4 separate regions of the Drosophila melanogaster genome follow, and regions 2, 3 and 4 are each linked to region 1. A link is a contact called in public Hi-C and targeted proximity ligation data. All regions are on one chromosome and are shown on one strand. The core of a region is the stretch at or near the end of the contact, and the rest is flanking DNA. Distances in the headings are between cores, read along the strand shown.

Evidence for each region. A called contact is a pair of places that touch in the nucleus more often than the background predicts.
Region 2: a targeted proximity ligation map of the S2 cell line shows a contact between it and region 1, with 5 times the contacts expected there. A contact is called at or near these places in 5 of 107 Hi-C or Micro-C datasets (the Clone 8 cell line, the S2 cell line, cellular blastoderm embryo and 2 more) and 1 of 7 datasets of targeted methods (the S2 cell line).
Region 3: a contact with region 1 is called in a Hi-C map of the Kc167 cell line, with 4 times the contacts expected there. A contact is called at or near these places in 3 of 107 Hi-C or Micro-C datasets (the Kc167 cell line and the S2 cell line).
Region 4: a targeted proximity ligation map of the Kc167 cell line shows a contact between it and region 1, with 4 times the contacts expected there. A contact is called at or near these places in 6 of 107 Hi-C or Micro-C datasets (the Clone 8 cell line, the Kc167 cell line, the S2 cell line and 2 more) and 3 of 7 datasets of targeted methods (the Kc167 cell line and the S2 cell line).

Annotation. Positions count from the first base shown.
Region 1 is chr3R:23,667,658-23,671,892 of dm6, forward strand. CG31145 reads right to left here and starts at 2,002. Exons shown (of 17, transcript NM_001369999.1): 1 at 1,930-2,002; 2 at 562-683.
Region 2 is chr3R:23,470,215-23,474,449 of dm6, forward strand. It overlaps CG4374, which reads right to left and starts at 2,064. Exons shown (of 4, transcript NM_142889.3): 1 at 761-2,064.
Region 3 is chr3R:23,817,318-23,821,552 of dm6, forward strand. It overlaps eIF4G2 (eukaryotic translation initiation factor 4G2), which reads right to left and starts at 1,920. Exons shown (of 7, transcript NM_001300560.1): 1 at 1,664-1,920; 2 at 910-1,294. CG33111 reads right to left here and starts at 1,920. Exons shown (of 9, transcript NM_176548.4): 1 at 1,664-1,920; 2 at 910-1,294. CG34355 reads left to right here. Exons shown (of 15, transcript NM_001300559.2): 2 at 3,203-4,235. The coding sequence starts at 4,213.
Region 4 is chr3R:23,529,169-23,533,403 of dm6, forward strand. It overlaps CG10175, which reads right to left and starts at 1,818. Exons shown (of 8, transcript NM_001300557.1): 1 at 1,774-1,818. It overlaps Ugt303B3 (UDP-glycosyltransferase family 303 member B3), which reads right to left. Exons shown (of 2, transcript NM_142895.3): 2 at 3,777-4,235. The coding sequence ends at 3,877.

The sequences.
Region 1 (4,235 bases), core at 752-3,251:
GCCTCACTTAATTATACTATTGAAACTGAAGAAGAATATTGCTCTTAAGAGGTCAAGATGATAATAAATAATCTACTAGTTTCATAAAACATCGCTAAAATACCGGAAGTTGTAACAGTCTGGCTTGTTCAAATCCAAGTCTTCAATTTGAGGCTTTTGAGTCGAGTTTCCCATCTTTTGTTCTACGCTAGGTGTGTTCACTGTATGCGAAGGCGTGCCAAGGTTAAGCGTTTGCTCATTGAAGGTGCGGTGGGTGGTGGATGATGGGTGGTTGTGGATCTGGTACGCTGCGGGTGGGGAGTGCCACTGGTCAGAGGGCGACGGTGGGTGCAGCTTGTGCAATCAGCTGTTGCTAATGAAAAACGTCGGCGAGTTTAGCCAGGGATAAGCAAGAGTCAAAGCTTATTGATTTTCAACTGCGTAAGTTGGCCAGCAAAAAATTAGTGGTAAAAAGAGAGTGGAAATCGGAAGGGGCAGTTGGGGGGGTCAACTCAATTTCATGGGAAATACATGGAGATAACAGACAACTTAATTAATTTGCTCAACTAAATAGAAACTTACCCTGGCCTTTGTATTGTATGTAAATTCAATAATTGCGTAGTTTGTTTTTACTTTTTAATAGCTTGATGTTTTCTCCTTGTTATGTGAAAATCTCTTTCTTTTTATGGTCGTAAATATTTCCGCTTTGAATTAAAGCAATCATAATAGATACAATTATAAAGATGGCAATTATTTATGCACTCGCGTTTTCTTTTGCATATTTGATAGAGTCGTACACACAGCAATTTTCGCGTCGTTGAGCGAGGGAATCTAATTTATATATGAGGTATATGCAAATTATAGCTGGGGCCAAATTAAACGCGCAAAATGGAGGCAAAACTTTGATTTGATGATGTCTAAGGTCGCCGGCAAAGACAGACACATAAAAAAACAAACAGAAAATTTCGCTAACAAAGCGGTGAAAAAATAATAACAGAAATTTAGCTCTTGATTTCGACGCTCAGAGCGAGAGCGAAAAGTCGGGCCATATAGGGAGCGTATTAGATGGCTTATCAGTGCTTATCAACACGACCGCTGATGACGCCACGAGATACAGATACTGTTGGACACCCAGATCTAGATAGACGGGGCAAATTGAACAACATTGCAATCACCGGAAAAACGGGGCTTTAACTTCGGTTTATCTGTTGTTCATATATGCGAGTATATATAGCAACAGCTTGTTCGACATTTGGATACATGCCGTGTATCTGTATCTCATAGTTTGCCGTGTTTGGCGCGCTGTAGAACATCTCTGGAGATTGATAACAACTGAATACTGATTTTTGCCATATATTGGCAGGGCTATTCCCGACGATTTTTGTATTTTCATTATTCTAAGAAATACTCTTAGGTATTTTATTTGCCATTTATTGCATTCTTTAAAAATACTTTATTTTAATTAAATTTCTTTATTTGATAAGAAGATTTATAGCTCATAATTTTGATTGATAAGCTTAGGAAATTCACAATATGATTTTCTTTAGAATATACGTCTTTGGTTTTAGTTTAGGTAGTGTGTTTCCACTTAAATTTCTTTAAAGAATTTCCCTGGTCAATTTGTGTGTTTGTTGTTTATGTTATTGTTGTTGTTGCTGACAACCAAACAAACACCATGAACTTGAGCACACACACACGCACACACGAAGCCACGGAAAGCTTCTTGATTGCACCACTGTATCTTTTTTGGTGCCGATTTCCTTGCTTGTTAGCGTATTTCACTGCACCGCGATGATTTCGCTAAACCTTTGCATTTTCCTTGATATTTTTCGCGAATCGCCAATTAACGATTTATTCTGAGGGGAGTGCACGCGTGGGAGCCCCAAAAAAAGAGAGAGCGCCCGGAGAGAGCGGCTGCCTTTTTGGCAGCAAACAGAAACAACAACCCACCAAGCCAACGAGCGATATACGACCGCGTCGGACGAACAAACTTGACAGCACCAAGTTCCGATAGCGACTGAACGGAGAAAACGGAAAACTGAAAGCAGAAATCTCAAATCGCGGCAGAGCGCAGGCAGCGCAGTGCTACACAGGAAAAAAAATGAATAGAATAACAATCTTAAAAATGGTCAACTAACTGAATCTCATTGGGCGTACTTCCAGATTACTGAGTGCATTTTTAAGAAATAATAGTGGCCCTAATTCTTAAAAGACCCGTTGCATTTGGAATTATAAAATAGTTCAACAGTAAGCATTTTGCTTGGTAAATTTCGCAATAGTGCAAACATTTGTAATGCACATATGAGATTAAAGTTGTTTCCATTAATCAACGAATTTTCTCCGTGTACGCAATACTCTCGTTCACAGTTAAAATGCCTTCAGTTGTTGCTGTCGCTGCGCTGCTCTCTTGTTGTCGTTGTTGTTGTCAATCAATTGACAAAAAGGTATCGCCTTTACAGTTATATCCTCTCATCCGCTGCTCAATCCACTCTCTCCCTCTTTCTCTGCTGCTTAGGCGCTCTCACTAAACTAAAACAGCTGATTGCGCCTCGAAAAGGTAAACAGACCAAAGCTTGCTCTCCCTCTCCTCTCACTTTTAGCTTTTGCTTTTGCTCTTTTGAAAAATAGCGGGGGTGTTCGCTTAATAAGCTTGCATTAAAATAGTAATTGACTAAGAAGCTGAAGAGCTAATAAGAAACAAAGCCAAGGTGGTCGGAAACAAGTTTCTAATAAGACCCTGTTGCACTTTTGTCGGCAAGGGGGTGGAAGTGGCTGGTGAAGGGCGGAAAATGCACGGTGTGTAGTCAACAGATTTGCCTGTCAGCGATTTCAGCCCATTTGGTTTGGCACATTTAGCATACCCTAGATCACAAGGGCTATATTCCACATGGAAAAGGTTTGGGTAAACCCCAATCGGGGATTAACAAATCATTCGAAAAATGCACGCAGCCAATTCTAGTTATAAATAGAAATTTTACCATTCGATGTTTAAGGTGTTAATTTATTACCGTATTAATTTTAATTTATTAGCTAAAGTCTAGGATTGAATGCGATAAATTGCTCAACTTAAGTTAATTAGAATGAAAAATGGTTAAAAACTAGTTTTTCATACAAAAAAGTGTTTTCTAATATTAGTTGTAGAAATTACTCGAAACCCATCATTAATCATTATCAAATAAATCTTCAAATGTATAATTATCATTACCTACAAAAAGTGGGTGTATTTTAGTTTGATTTTTAGGAAAGTTTAAGCCTATACTGTCCAAATAAGTGGACACACTTTTAAAATATATAATGTGCTATACATAATTACTTGCTCCAAACTCCTCAACGCTAAACCATTAATTCCACTTACTTCCTGACATAAACAAACTATTCCCGGGCATTAACATATAGTTCCCCGTCAAAGATCGAACATGCGACGATCGATCCGCTAGAGCATTTGAATTTCGTCTAGATAATTTTTCTAAAGGCGTCTGACAAATTGCAATTGGCTCTATAATAGAAGGCATAGAACGCCGAGCCCAAAAAAAAAGTACAAGTATATATAGATGCGAATATACATATATATTTTGGTACAGGCACATAGAAGTACGACACACAAACCGCAAAAGGCAACAGAAATAGATGGCAAAGAATTTCTAGTTGACTGAATACCGAATGTGGCCGCCGAGCCATCAGTCAGACAGTCCGACGACCTAGACCTAGATGTCGGATATAAGATATAAGATACAAGACCTAAGATACTAGATACCAAATCGGTGCCAGAACCTAAAGCTAAAGCTACGCTTAACGGAAGCTGAGCTGTTCGCTCGGAGGCGTCATAAATCTTGCGCAACGCCCCATTGGCATCGCCAGGGGGCTGGGAACGCCAACGCAGCCATATATTACTGCTACTATATATACCGCCGATCCCTAGGCCACGAATCCGGCCAAGACAATGGCCATTTGCATGGCTCGCACAATTATGTACCATCACTCTAATGGCAATTTGTTGGCCACTGTGTTAATGTGATTAGAGACCGATGTGCTGAAGTGCCGATGCGCTGCTGGTTGCGGAGTTCTGTGTTGGATGTGGACAAGTTCTGGCCACTTGTTGCTCAACTCGACACCTCTCAAGAGCCCACAAGGAAGTTTCGAGAGCTGTAAATTATTCGCTTTCTGTTTCCGCTTCTTGTTATCAGATGTGTGGGAACAAATAGAAGTCTGAAAAATTGCACTCGAAAAAAAAAACATCTACTCGAAGCTAGATTTAA
Region 2 (4,235 bases), core at 814-3,313, 200 kb before region 1:
ACAAATAAAAATCTGTAATTACTAACATTAAGCATCGTTTAGTCAAAGCGAGACATATACCTGTGTTTGATTAATCATTAAAAGCCCCATTATTTGCCAAACATCAGCAATGACCAACATACCCAGTTCCTCTCCAAAAGCGAAGCACTAATGCCTCATGCAATTGTAATTATCAATATAAAATGAAACAAGCAAAAAAAACTCCGTTTGCTCACAGCTGTATTTCCTCTTAATTGTACAGGAGGAAGAAAAAATAAATCGCTTTTCCAATAAATTGCATCACAAGACTCTTAACAATCCCACCAGCACCATCGACCATATGGACGCGTCAATTGTTAAAGTGTTGAAGTGTTTTTATTTAAATTGCTCAACTGAACTTGTAATTATGGCTCACTCTGATTATTGCTATTGCTGTTGTTGCTGCACTCTGGGTTTAGCATAAGCCAGACTGGATATAAATTATTTTTAGAGCCATGCTGGAGTTTTCACTCGCACAGTTTCTCACTGCTCGAAAAAGATAGCAATTAATTGTAGTTAAAAATGCTTTAACTAACGGTTTTATGGTCAAACAACAAAAGCGGCAGTTGACTTGTCAGTTAATTGTATTTGAAATCGCTGTCTCTGCTAATTGATAAATCTCCATTGGCCAAAAGGCAAAAGCTCAGCACTCGATGGGCGGCAGTTGCACATAAAATGCAATTACAAACGCGTAAAACCGAAGCAAACGGTTCGACTTAAGCTCCGGTTCAACACAACTCACCTGCGGCAGGGCAAATACGATTTTGACGGCTCTTTGCTCCGAATTGGAATCGGAATCTCCCCCAGAATCTCCTTGTGATCGCGGCTCGCAGTAGTAAGGCCACAAAAACACACGCGATACCACACTCACACACTCGGATATCTTAGCCAGGCTCAATCTATAAAACGCGGATGTGGTTGGCAGCAAAAACTGGCAAGTGAAATATTTATGCAAATTTATTTCAGCTTCTTTTTTCGTTGTTGTGCAGCAGCAGCAGCCAGGCTGTGTTGGTGAAATGCATTTGAAGACATTAAGCGGCACACTTGGCAATTGTCGTCGTTTGGGGCAGCGAAGCGATTTGATTGAAGTGGTGCTGCCGACCAGGTCCACAAGCCGACAAACCGACAGTCCGAGTGGCAGGCGAAACGTTGTTTAACAATTGTTTCTTTTAAACTTTTTTTTTATTTTGTGTTGTATTTTAGTTTTGTTTTTTTTTTTTGTGCGGTCCGGCAGGATTTGAGTTGTCAATTAGTTTGTTACGGCTGCTATCACTTGGCAATTCGGAGGCGCCCGAAGCGCCGTTATCTGCTGCAAACAAATGACACCACAAAATGGCAGCGCGTTCGTTGCCTAAGTCTTTCGTTTTTTCGCCCGGCGAGAAGATTGAAGTGAAGCTGAATCGGAGACTTAGTTAGAGCCTCTGTTTCTTTATTTGTGTGCCATTAAAAGACCGCTTTATTGCAACATGTTTTTCTATATACAATATAATTAATTTACTGATACAAATATTTTATTGCACGCTCTTTATGTGATCTTTTGGCCAGCGAGTAATTAAAAATAAATTTAATTTAATTTGCCTTTTTATTTATTTATACTCTCGTGTATTTTTGTTTTTTGTCGGCGATCGAAACGAGTTTTGTCTTTTGTTAATATTACTTTATATGTATGCTAGTCTTGTCTTGGCATAGGGCATATGGGGCTACAAACTGGCATATATGTTTTGATTTGGTTTTATGGCCGCACTGAATAGCTTTTTACTGTTGGCCAGACTTTTTACGAGCACTATTTTCAGTAGGTAGCCACACAGTAACAAATTAAGTTTGAGTGCCAGCTGCAGGCGGGATTTTCATTTTCATTCGGCCCCCAAACGAAAAAAGCATTTCCATTTCGATATACGCGCAGTTCATTGGCCAGGTCCACAATAGCGACGAAAATCGCACGCAAAACGCCCTGGAAACGCGCGCACGCGACAACAAAAAACGCGCACGCGATTCGCCAGCGAAACGAGAAAACTCAATACAAACTCAGCTAAAATTGCGAACGTATTTTAGCGCGCAGTCGCAAACAGCTTAAACAGTCCCGCAAGAAAGTCGCACAGAAACTGCAAGAGGATAAAAATTGCAATCGGCTCACAGCCCGACTGCAGTAGCAGCAATGGCAGCAGCGACGCAGCAGCGACAGCAACACGTTGCAATGCCGGTGCAGCAGCAACATCGGCAGGAGAAGCAGCAGCAGCAACAGCAACAGCAGCGTTGCAAAACGTTAAGATCTCTCGGCAAAAACAGGCAACAACCTCTCGAAGACCGACTGACCGAGTAATACAGTCCAGCACCCCAACAACCACAACCTCAGCCACAACAACAACAGCAACACGGCCCGAACTCTCTGGCTGGAAAAAAAAGCCGCTAAAAGCGCTAAGCCATGAAAACCTGTTGTGCACCGATCGCTGCCAGCGTCGTTCGTTGCTTCGTGTTTATCGCGAATCTCGCTCTCTTAGCCCATTCTCTGTGGTGGGGCCTTCCAGTGGAGAGCGACTGGCTTAGCGGTTAATTTCCAGTTGGCTGCAATATCAGTTGCCGATCTGCTTTTGACCAATAAAAAAGGGGGTTTCAAGTCAGGCGTCTGGAACGACGTCGGCTGCGAAGTCAGCCGCGTCTTAACGATCAAAGAGAAGTGAAGTTAAGAGAGCTTGTATGCTCTTTCAAGCCACTGCTTAGGGCGAAAACGGACTGATAAGAAATTGAATAAAATTATATGAATTTCATTAAGCCGCAACAGAAAAGAGCACACACATTTCCTGGTCGGCCACGCCTGGATATTACGGCTATCGAGGCTCATTTATCGCGGCAAAAAGGAAGCGAAAAGTGCTTGTGAGAATATATTTTCATTTTCAAACTTCAGATACAAATCATAATTGAAAGGAGCTCAAAAACTATACGAAAAAAGAGAGAGGGGCAGGATGAGCTGTTTCAGCGGACAGGCGACACTTGCCACACGTCCAAAGGTTGCGACTTTGACAATTTAATTGTCACACGCCCGCCACTTTTGGTCAGCTTCCCGGCAGCACGAACTTGCCGCCTCGAACTCTATTAACGAAGCCAATTGACGGACACTTGAATGGCCAGCCGCTGTCACTAGAGCGGGGGGTACCAAAAAAGGGGGGAAATAGGGTGTGCAGGGGGAGTCAGTTGGAGAGGTGAGACCCCAATGGACCACCGAACGGCATTAACATAAACAAGTGTTGCAGGAGTCGCGAGCTGCAAAAGGGTAACAGAAACATCCCGAACATTGTCATAAATAACGCGACAATGACAACTTGTTTGCGCGGATTCGGAATTGGAGCTGCGATTGGGATGGGTGATAGTGCACTTAGAAAAAATAATTACTCTAGGTTGCATCTGAGAGGAAATACCAAATGTTTAATTAAGTATTCCGAAACACCAGCTTAACTTAATCCTTGTTCCCAAAGTTAAAGTATTGCTTGTAAAAGTCATTACAAATTTCAGCTCAAAATATTGACTCAATATATTAATGCATTTTTTCATTTGGAATTTGGAATTTGGAATTTTTTGAGTGTAGCGGTACTGCTATCGCAGTCGGAATCGGAATTGCGGCCTAATGCAGCAATTGACGTGCGGCGTTTGCACCTAGCTGAGTATTTGATCCGTCCGCAGGTCCCAGAGGCGGAGGCCACATAAAAGTGGCGCGGCAATTGCCAACTTTGGTAACTGCCGGCGACAAGTGTAAAACGACTGTCTCCAGGAGTCGGCGCTGGGATCTCGGATATTATGGCTGGATCTTGGGCATTCAGACTTGGCCAAGTGGTGCTCCTGGCACAGAATCGCCATTCGCGACAGTGTGTTTGTGTGTTTATGGCAGCTGCCGTTTGATACTCATTCAAGTGCCGCCTAACATGATTTCGGTGTCATCTGCTTTTCAGCTTTAATATTGCCTGTTTAATGTGACATTTGCTGTAGATGTTGCTGGTGCTGTTGCCTCTACTGCTGGGCTATTGCATTATTTATGAGCCTCGGATCGGATCGGATAGGATAGGATCGAATTCGGATTCGATCCCCACATTCACCTCCCATTCGCTCTCACCGCCTCTATGGCCCATGGATGGCATCTTAAACGTTTCCCATTTTTAATTTAGTGATGATTGATGTCTTGTCCACGTCGCCTTGACAACGACACACTTGACTCAGCGGTGCCTCCA
Region 3 (4,235 bases), core at 670-3,169, 150 kb after region 1:
CCTCTTTTACCCTTTTCTTTATTCTTTAATATTTCAATCAATTGAGCTCTTTAATTGGAATGTGGTGTATGATGTCACTCGCGGGGCGTGTATACATCCAAAATGCTTTCGAAGATGGCTCGACACCTTATCGCGCCGGTTTTATCAATGGACTAGTCACTTGCGCAGCCTAAATACTTGTACATAGGTGACACACGGTAACAAGTGGCGCTATTAGTCAGTACTGGCCTTAAAGCGGAACAAAACAAAGGCAGCCACAAAGAAGCAGCTGCCAGCGAGCGTAGGAGGTGAGCTATGGGCTGCTGTCGTCTTTATGGCTACAACCAGTTTGGCATTCCGTCAGCACTTCCATCGGCACAGTGGAGACCGCAAGAACTAGATCACTTAAAACTGTTTACGATATGATTTCTTTTAGTTATAATACTACCAAACGGAATTTCATTGTTGTTTTGCTAAGCAAGCGTTCAATGCTGATTGATAAGAATATGAAGACAAACATTGGCCAATATTCACTGTGGTGTTCTCTTTGGAGCTCTCTGCTGGCCTAGAAAAACCAACTCCGCTGCAGTTTGCGGCCAAGCACCTTCAAGCCAGAAGAAAACCAGTTTTCCAGCAGACGAAGTACGTGCATGGCTCTTTTCACTCCATGGCGAGGAAAACGAAAACCTGGCTGGCAGATAGGCTCACTTGTTTCATGTTTGTTTGTAAACAAAACCAGTTGGAGTGTGTGGGTGCTGCTCTAAATGGGATCGCGATCGCTTATTGGGAGTGCATTCGTACTGGAGGCAGTGTGTTATAGTAGTAGTAGTGTGTTATTAAACTAATAAACAAACAATTAATGTAAATTGCGTGAAAAAGCAAGCAAATACTAGAATGGGAGTAAGTTGTAAGTCAGATTTCGAAACTTACCGCTTCCTGTGCTTCGATTGGTAGATGTGATGATTATAAGGGTATTCGATTTATCCTATTTCTTAGTTCCTAAGGTAGACCTGCCTTTAAGCCTATCCGGCTTCCCTTGACACCTGGTCAAGCTCTACGCCTCCTCCTGCTGCTGCTTATTTGCTCCTCCGTTCCTTTTTCCTATTTCTCGTGGAAACTCCTCGTCTTTGTGGTTGTTGGCTCTATCCGGAATACTACAATAGCTCAGATATTCCATGTATAAAAATACTCCAATTCACTGTGATGCACATGCACATCTGCATTTGTGCAGACGGACGAGGGGCACGTACACGTACATGCGTACAAATATACAAAATAACGTACGGCTAGTGCTAAAATTTCACGGTAATTTGTTCTGTAATTAAAGGCGTTAGAGGAAGTTAAAACGTATGCTTAAATTTTGCAATTGCGAGGAATCAAAATTACAATATGATGAATATGAACACCAAAGCAGCGCCTGCTACGAATTTATTCCCTCTCCTTGTCCAGCTGAGCAGCCTCAGCCCCGGATTGAGAATGAGAAATGGGCAGCCAAGTGCCAATTCGTAATTTGACACTAATGGCAAGGGGACTTTTTGTAGGTTTTTAACCTTTTTCAGATTTTCAGGTAATACTTTTCCCCGAAAAGGCGAGGCGTTGGTTTATGTTTTTTTACCGTTTTGACTTTTTGCCGTTCGCTCTTTTTTTGCGCTCTCTCTGTCTCTGTCTGGCCGCCAGTACTTACCGTTCTGCTCCTGCTCGCTAGCACGCTCTCTCGCTCGCACTCCACACACAAAACTGAGGAAGGAAACAAAAAAAAATGCAGTTCCACGCGGGGAACACGCCAAAAAGTTGCTCTGGCACTGCGCCTTTACATTAGTGCATCGTCTGCTTCACCTCGTTATGTATACACGGCTCACTATCTGTTACAAACAATTTTGTAATGTAAATAGTCTGCAGAAACACGTCCGTTTCGTTTGATGAAATAAGAGTGACCGTTGCACGTAGGGATGGAACATAACTCGATGGCGGCAGCATCGATGTCTACGCAGCGAATATCGATTGTGAAAGTTCCAGAAATATCCCGCAGGAATATTATACATTTTAGTGCGTCCTCAAACCGGGGTGGAGAACTTGGATTCAAGCTTGGCGCGTAATATTTTGAACGTTCTTCATCATAAGAATAATCATTCTTTCGAAATAGAAAAATAGGCCTTATGCAGGTGTTATAATAACAATTATTATATAATGCGCATTGTGGTGCATGACGCAGAATATCATATAAATTCCACACATATTTCGCTGTTATTATTGTTTATTCTAACTTTACATTTTAATTTGAATGATATATTCATAATTTACGCATTCGTAGGACAGCATATGCGCAGAATCCTGTTTCCATTCCATTCGCAACTTCCGGATTGCCTCCCCTTAATGCTCTTAGACTACCCCTCGTGCAGAAATTGCAGTGTTTACGCGCTTGTAGTAAAAGTTTTGCTCTTTCTGTTTTGCCGGATGCGCAACGCCCTCCACTTCCCACATAATCCTTTACTCTGCGCCCTCACCTCCCTCTAGTATCCGTTTTTCCAATGCTATACCCTTCTCTACTTATTACTCCTTATCTCAGTATACACTATGGCCAAAACTTTAAAGTAAAACGAGTGCAAGAATGAACTCGGAGCCTTATTGCAGCCTAAAAAAATTATATACACATAGAGCCCACAAACAGAGTCTGAAGGGATTATTTGGTGGTTGAAAATGCAAAAAGACTAGACCGCAAATGCAAATATTTTAACTTGGCACAACGAAACCGCATACGGACTGTCCGTATTTTGCATTTTTTTTTTTCCATTTCAGTTGTGAAGTCATTTGCAATGCTTGTTTTCCTGTGCGTACTGTCATGTTTTTGTGGCCTTTGCGGTTGCACTAAAGATAGTGTGAGGACAACAGATGAGTAAATGGACGAGGCTCTTACTTTTTTTCAATAATTTTGCTCTCAGCACAAACATTTTGAATATAACGGTCGCTGAGTGCGCTACCTGAGCGGCAGGTTTTGACAATACAATTCGAAAATGAAATTGCAACACTTTCCGAAATTTGGATCAAAAAGATACGATTTTTAAAGTTTTATTTAAATTTTATACATTTTTCAAAGATAATATCGTCTTACATCTTATTAATTTATTTAAAAGTATACTTATTAATTGAATCCCCCTTAAAAAAAAAGCCTCTGCTTTTTGGTATATTTTGAACCCATAATGATTTAATTTGGTATTTCTTTCAGCACCGCATGGTATCTTTCGGGGACGCGAGTGCAGCCACACCAAAAGCGAATTCCTTTACTCCCGCTGCGGTCACACTAAGTCCGAAGCTTGATTCGCCCTGACGCGCGTAACGCTTTTTTCCCGCATCACTTTCCTCCACTTTGGCGCTGAAAAATTCTGCACAACAAGAAGAGAATGCACCAAACTGAAATTGCAACCGACTGCGACTACTGCACCTGAGCCGGTTACGAAATCAACTCTTATATTACTCATATAATTTTGGCATCCATGTAGAAACGAATAAAAATAGTGCGCGAACTGAAAACCCGTTAAAACGAGAATGGGCATAGCCCAAAATAAAACTTTTTCGTTTCTTTTTTACCGTTTATTTAACACAATCAATTAAAATAAAACCAAACACAAGATTTACTCAAAGTAAATCGCGTATAAGCTCGACTACCATAAATGTTAATGTGAAAATTGTGCAATAATTAGAGAAATTTCTAAAAGAAATTCATAAGTGCGGTATTCGTAAATTGCATTGTTTGCAAATGCAAAAAGCAAATGTTATGCAACTATAAGTTACAAGTTAAAACATACAAAAAGTAAACAGAAAATTAATAACCAACCGACAGTACATACAGATAAATGTATATATATAGCGAAGCAATGTGTGTATATAGAGCACTTTGAGACCTCGAAACAAGGACTTCGCCAAGGACTACGGATTACTACACTTTGCCGCCAAGCTCTTTGGCTGGCTTAAAGGAAACCCACCAAAATTAAGAAAACCTAATCTGAAACAAGGTCGAAGCGCGGAATTCCGAACTCCCACCTAAGCCCCACCCCCGGCCTGGAAGCACCTGTGCCCGAAAAACCAAAACCCCGGGCATTCTCACCCACGCACGCAAGCGCAGGATTCTGGTAACCGTCGAGGCATCCAAAAGTTCGATACGAGTGGAAAAATTTGGGAGCCAACGAAATTACTTTTGCTTTGATTCCGCCTTTTGTTTCAATCGCCCAGCCGAAAATGTGGAGGAAAGCGAGCAGGTT
Region 4 (4,235 bases), core at 568-3,067, 140 kb before region 1:
ATTTGTTCGCAGTGCTTGTCTTGGGCTAATACAGACATTATTCAATTTTGTTTTGCTGCTGCTGTTTTTATTGCCGTGTTATTTTTTTCCTTACGAGAGGTCACCAAATATTTTGCATGCTCACAGGGCGTATGATGAATTAGGAATTCATATAGCTATATGTTTATTCCACATTATGGCATACACGCATATAAATTTATTTAAAATATTTTTTACATAAAAACACAGACCCAATGACAATGGACTAATTGAATGGCAAGACCGGAAATCAGGGCGAGAAGGTCTCAAAGAAGCTAACGAACTTCGTTCGTGGTATCCATAAATCTGTTAATCAACCAGATATGGAAACCTTTTGGCCTAGCTAGTAGGGGTGTTAATTATAGTTCCGCTTCCTTAACAGTTTCGTTAAACTGGGCCATAACACATATATGTATATACCGATATTGCCAATAAACACGCCCCCAGCAAACCAGTAACCCAGAGCCACTTCCTCCTTTTACAAAAGACACGACATTGCCGCTCTCCCCTCTCCAACCCCCTTGACTCACTAAGCCATTTGAAGTTGCCACAATGCCATGGCAACACTTGCACTTTCCTTGAAAGTTGTCCGACCAGCTGGAGATGCAGAGTAGCCAAAAGAGAGGGGGTTGTCGATCAGCTGTGCGCTTTTCTCTAGGCCATAAATCCAGCTTATTAAAACTATGCCTTATGATTACAAGAAACATATGCAAATTGGACTTGGAATTTGCGCAATGCTGCAATAGGCAACGATTGAGCTAAAGCCAACTGTTCCAATAGCAGAATGTGGCTATTTTGTAATGACCAGGCCAATTGAAGAGCTGGCAGCCGAAGTAAGAGAGAGTCAGAGAGGGCCAACACAAATTGCCAGCTAAACGGGTCGGAAAATCGCAGTGACAGCAGCTGATCGGGAGCTGCAAATGCAAGTGGGATCGGGATTCAGGCCCAGATGGAGGTGGCGGTGGTGATGCAGACTTGGCCTGGAGCCGGCCAGACGGGCTTGCGACGCCTTACGTAAGCGACGAGCAAAACAAAAAAGGTAAATATTGACTGAGAAAATAACACGAAAAAATTAAGCCAAGCCAATGACTGAAAGAAATGAAGAGATAAAGCGAGCCAAAAGCGAGAGAGATAGAGAGGAGAAAGAGAGAGGTGTGAGAAAGCGAGAGTTTGGCCAAAAAGATGATGGCCCAGTGGCTTTTGGCGTGCGCCGCTTAACAGTAAATTTCGCTTGACCCATTATATAAAATGGTAGCCGGGGCCAAGCAGCAAAAACGGAACTAATTTAAAACTATTTTCAAATTCGCCAGGCCCATGCCCGTTCGAATGGCATCTGCTTATGCTGACACATCTACTCGGGTCTGGAGTTTCATTAACAAAAGCTGGCTCGCAAATATTTCACCAGCAAACAGACAAATATTTGACACACATATTTTTCTTGAACCCTGCTCAATGACTCAACAAGACGGCAACTGCAGTACGCTATTTGCAACAGATTTGTGGGGTAAATGTGTCAACCTAATAGGTGTCAATCAGCATTAGATTTGATTATTTCTCGGAATTACTCTGACCATCATTTTTGAGCACTAAAACACTTTTTATGCACCATGTAATTGGCTTCGTGTGTTGGGCAAGTTCAAGTTTGTGGCCCGAGTCTTTGGCCCGCCACATCGATTGCGCTCTGGTCAACTCAATTCGATTCGATTCGTTTCGACTTCATTCGATTTCGGCTTCAATATCGTACTCTTCGCGTACCGGAATGTTTCGTGCTCCACGTTCGACTGTCGCCGACAAACTGAAGCTGCGACTGTGCAGCGGTGCGCTTAAGCGTCAAATTGCTGCGGCTTATACCTTAACCAGCTGCGGCATGCAAAACATGCCGAGCAGTCTGGATGATCGGTAAAAATGGTTATACGACATGAGCTGAATTCGTAGTTGGTAATGTAACTTTAAGTGTTCAAATTCTGGAATCACCGTAGTCGTAAGACCGCATTTAGCAAACTAAAGTACTTTCTGGGGACTGTAACGCTTTTCCTAGAATGTGAAAAGTTAAATGAATTTAACTATATATAACTCAACTCACACAGCTTATCAGTGATTTTTGTAAATTTTATTTGTTATTTTATTTGTTTATTTGTTCAAGACTCTGCTAATTTACAATAATAACTGCAATGAGCAACAAAACACCTTTGTTACTTTAAAACACTATTCCCTAAATGATTAATTGCTTTCTAGAAACTAATTAATAGTTAAGACCTCTTATAAAACTAATGACTGAAAGGGTATTCCCTCGGCTAGCAGCATATACATATAAAATTTCAGACGATGGACACCAGATTAACAGTTTGTTTGAATAGCTGTGCTTCTGCGGTCTTAAATTATGGCCGTACTCATTTCGGGTCCGCTGTCACGCCGGCTCACGCATAATTATGCAAAATTATATATCAAATTCAATTTTGGCAATTGGTGGCCTGCCCATAGTAAGCTTATTCTAGTGTCAGCCCGTCCCCCTTTTTTGGCATTGTGCAGAGGCAGATATCTAAAATGCGGCTAACTTCAGTTTGTAGCCACAACAGCGGGCACGTGAAATTGGACTCGTTTATTGCCACCGCGGAAAAGCAGTTGACACTGGGGTTAGAGATGGCCAGTCTCGTTTACCGTTTGAGATCAAGGATGCAACTAATAATCTGTGGCACAATAAGCCAAGGCAGTGCGATCTCGGTGTGGAAAATAAGCTGGCCAATGGCAATGGAATGACAACTGTAAAGGCGACTAAAGTTAACGTTAACAATTAATGGCAAACGCCGGATGGAAATGAACTTTTCACGAAGCCCGTGTAATTAACTAAGCGATTGCCCAACTCGATCGTCAAGGCATTCAGTTGCTATATTAGCGGAACAATTAAACGGGGGAATCTTCCACTGATTAATCGTTCTCGGAGGAGGTTGGTTGGTGACCTCGTTGCCGTTTGTTCTCACTCCGATGCTTTGCAGCCAGGTTTAATATTTAGCCAAGCGCAGATCGTAAACAAAAGAATGCCGCCGCACTGTGCAAATAAACCCCGAAATGGAAAATTAAAAACACACTGAATACAACCACAATAATATACGATTCTGTTCATGAATTCATATTTTGTGCATTCTGTCAGCGGTTTGAATGTCTGTTGTTCTGGCCTTAAACTATGCCACCATTTGTCGTTATTGTTTGGCCCAAATATTTGGCAATGCCTCAGTTACCATGACTTACGAAAATTACAGCAGAAATATCTTGAGTAGAGTTTACTACTGTTGAAGCCAGATCGGGAAGTCTGGCCTATAGGATGGGAAGATTTACAGTTAGCGATGCTGGTGAAAGGCGGAACCTGCGGTGGATTCTCTGAGGATGCTCAATATCAAGGACAACTACAGGTTTTTTTTTACTACTGACGTCAATAAGTTCGTCTCAAAATACGTCATTACAGGTGTAGAATCTCAAGAAACCAGTTAAGATGGGAAACATATGTTTTTTAGAATAGGAATTTAATTAAGTATAATTAATACTAAGGTAGCGGTTTCAATTCATTAAATTTTTTCAATAAGATAAAAAACATTTTTAAAGTAATAACTTTAAAATTGTAAAACAACTGTAATTAAAAAAAGAAGAGAAAATCGGTTAACGACATGTTGGATATAATTCAAATTAGCGCACACCATTTGTACATGCCAACTGAACTTATGCTACAAGTCGATGTTAACTAGTAATTTTGCAAGCACACTTTTGAGATCGACTTATATATTAACAGGTAGCTAGTTAACAGAGCTATTGCAGCAGTAACTGTAAAATAATAAAAATAATACGTGTTAACACAATAAACATAACTTATTGTGTTTGCGATCTTCGATCAAGCAAGCTAGGATGTTGAGAAACAGTTCCTGTCACTTGAAATGGCCTTCGCCTCGCACTAGTTTTTTGAAATAACTTGTAGACCAAGTAGATCACAGACCCAAAGACAATACCAAAGCGGAGACCTAAAAGGAGCCCCCAATCCCATTCGTAGTAAAGAGGAACATCCTCCGTGTTAAGGCGCATATGTGAGGCGTCCTTATTCCGCAGGGCGTATTCCGTCCACCAAACTGCTGTGTCCAAAGGACTCATGGGTCGATCCCTGAAGGATTGCGACATTTTCTTGGCTTTCAGAGCATATCTTGGGTTCTCCAGCAGCTTCCGAATAGTTGAGG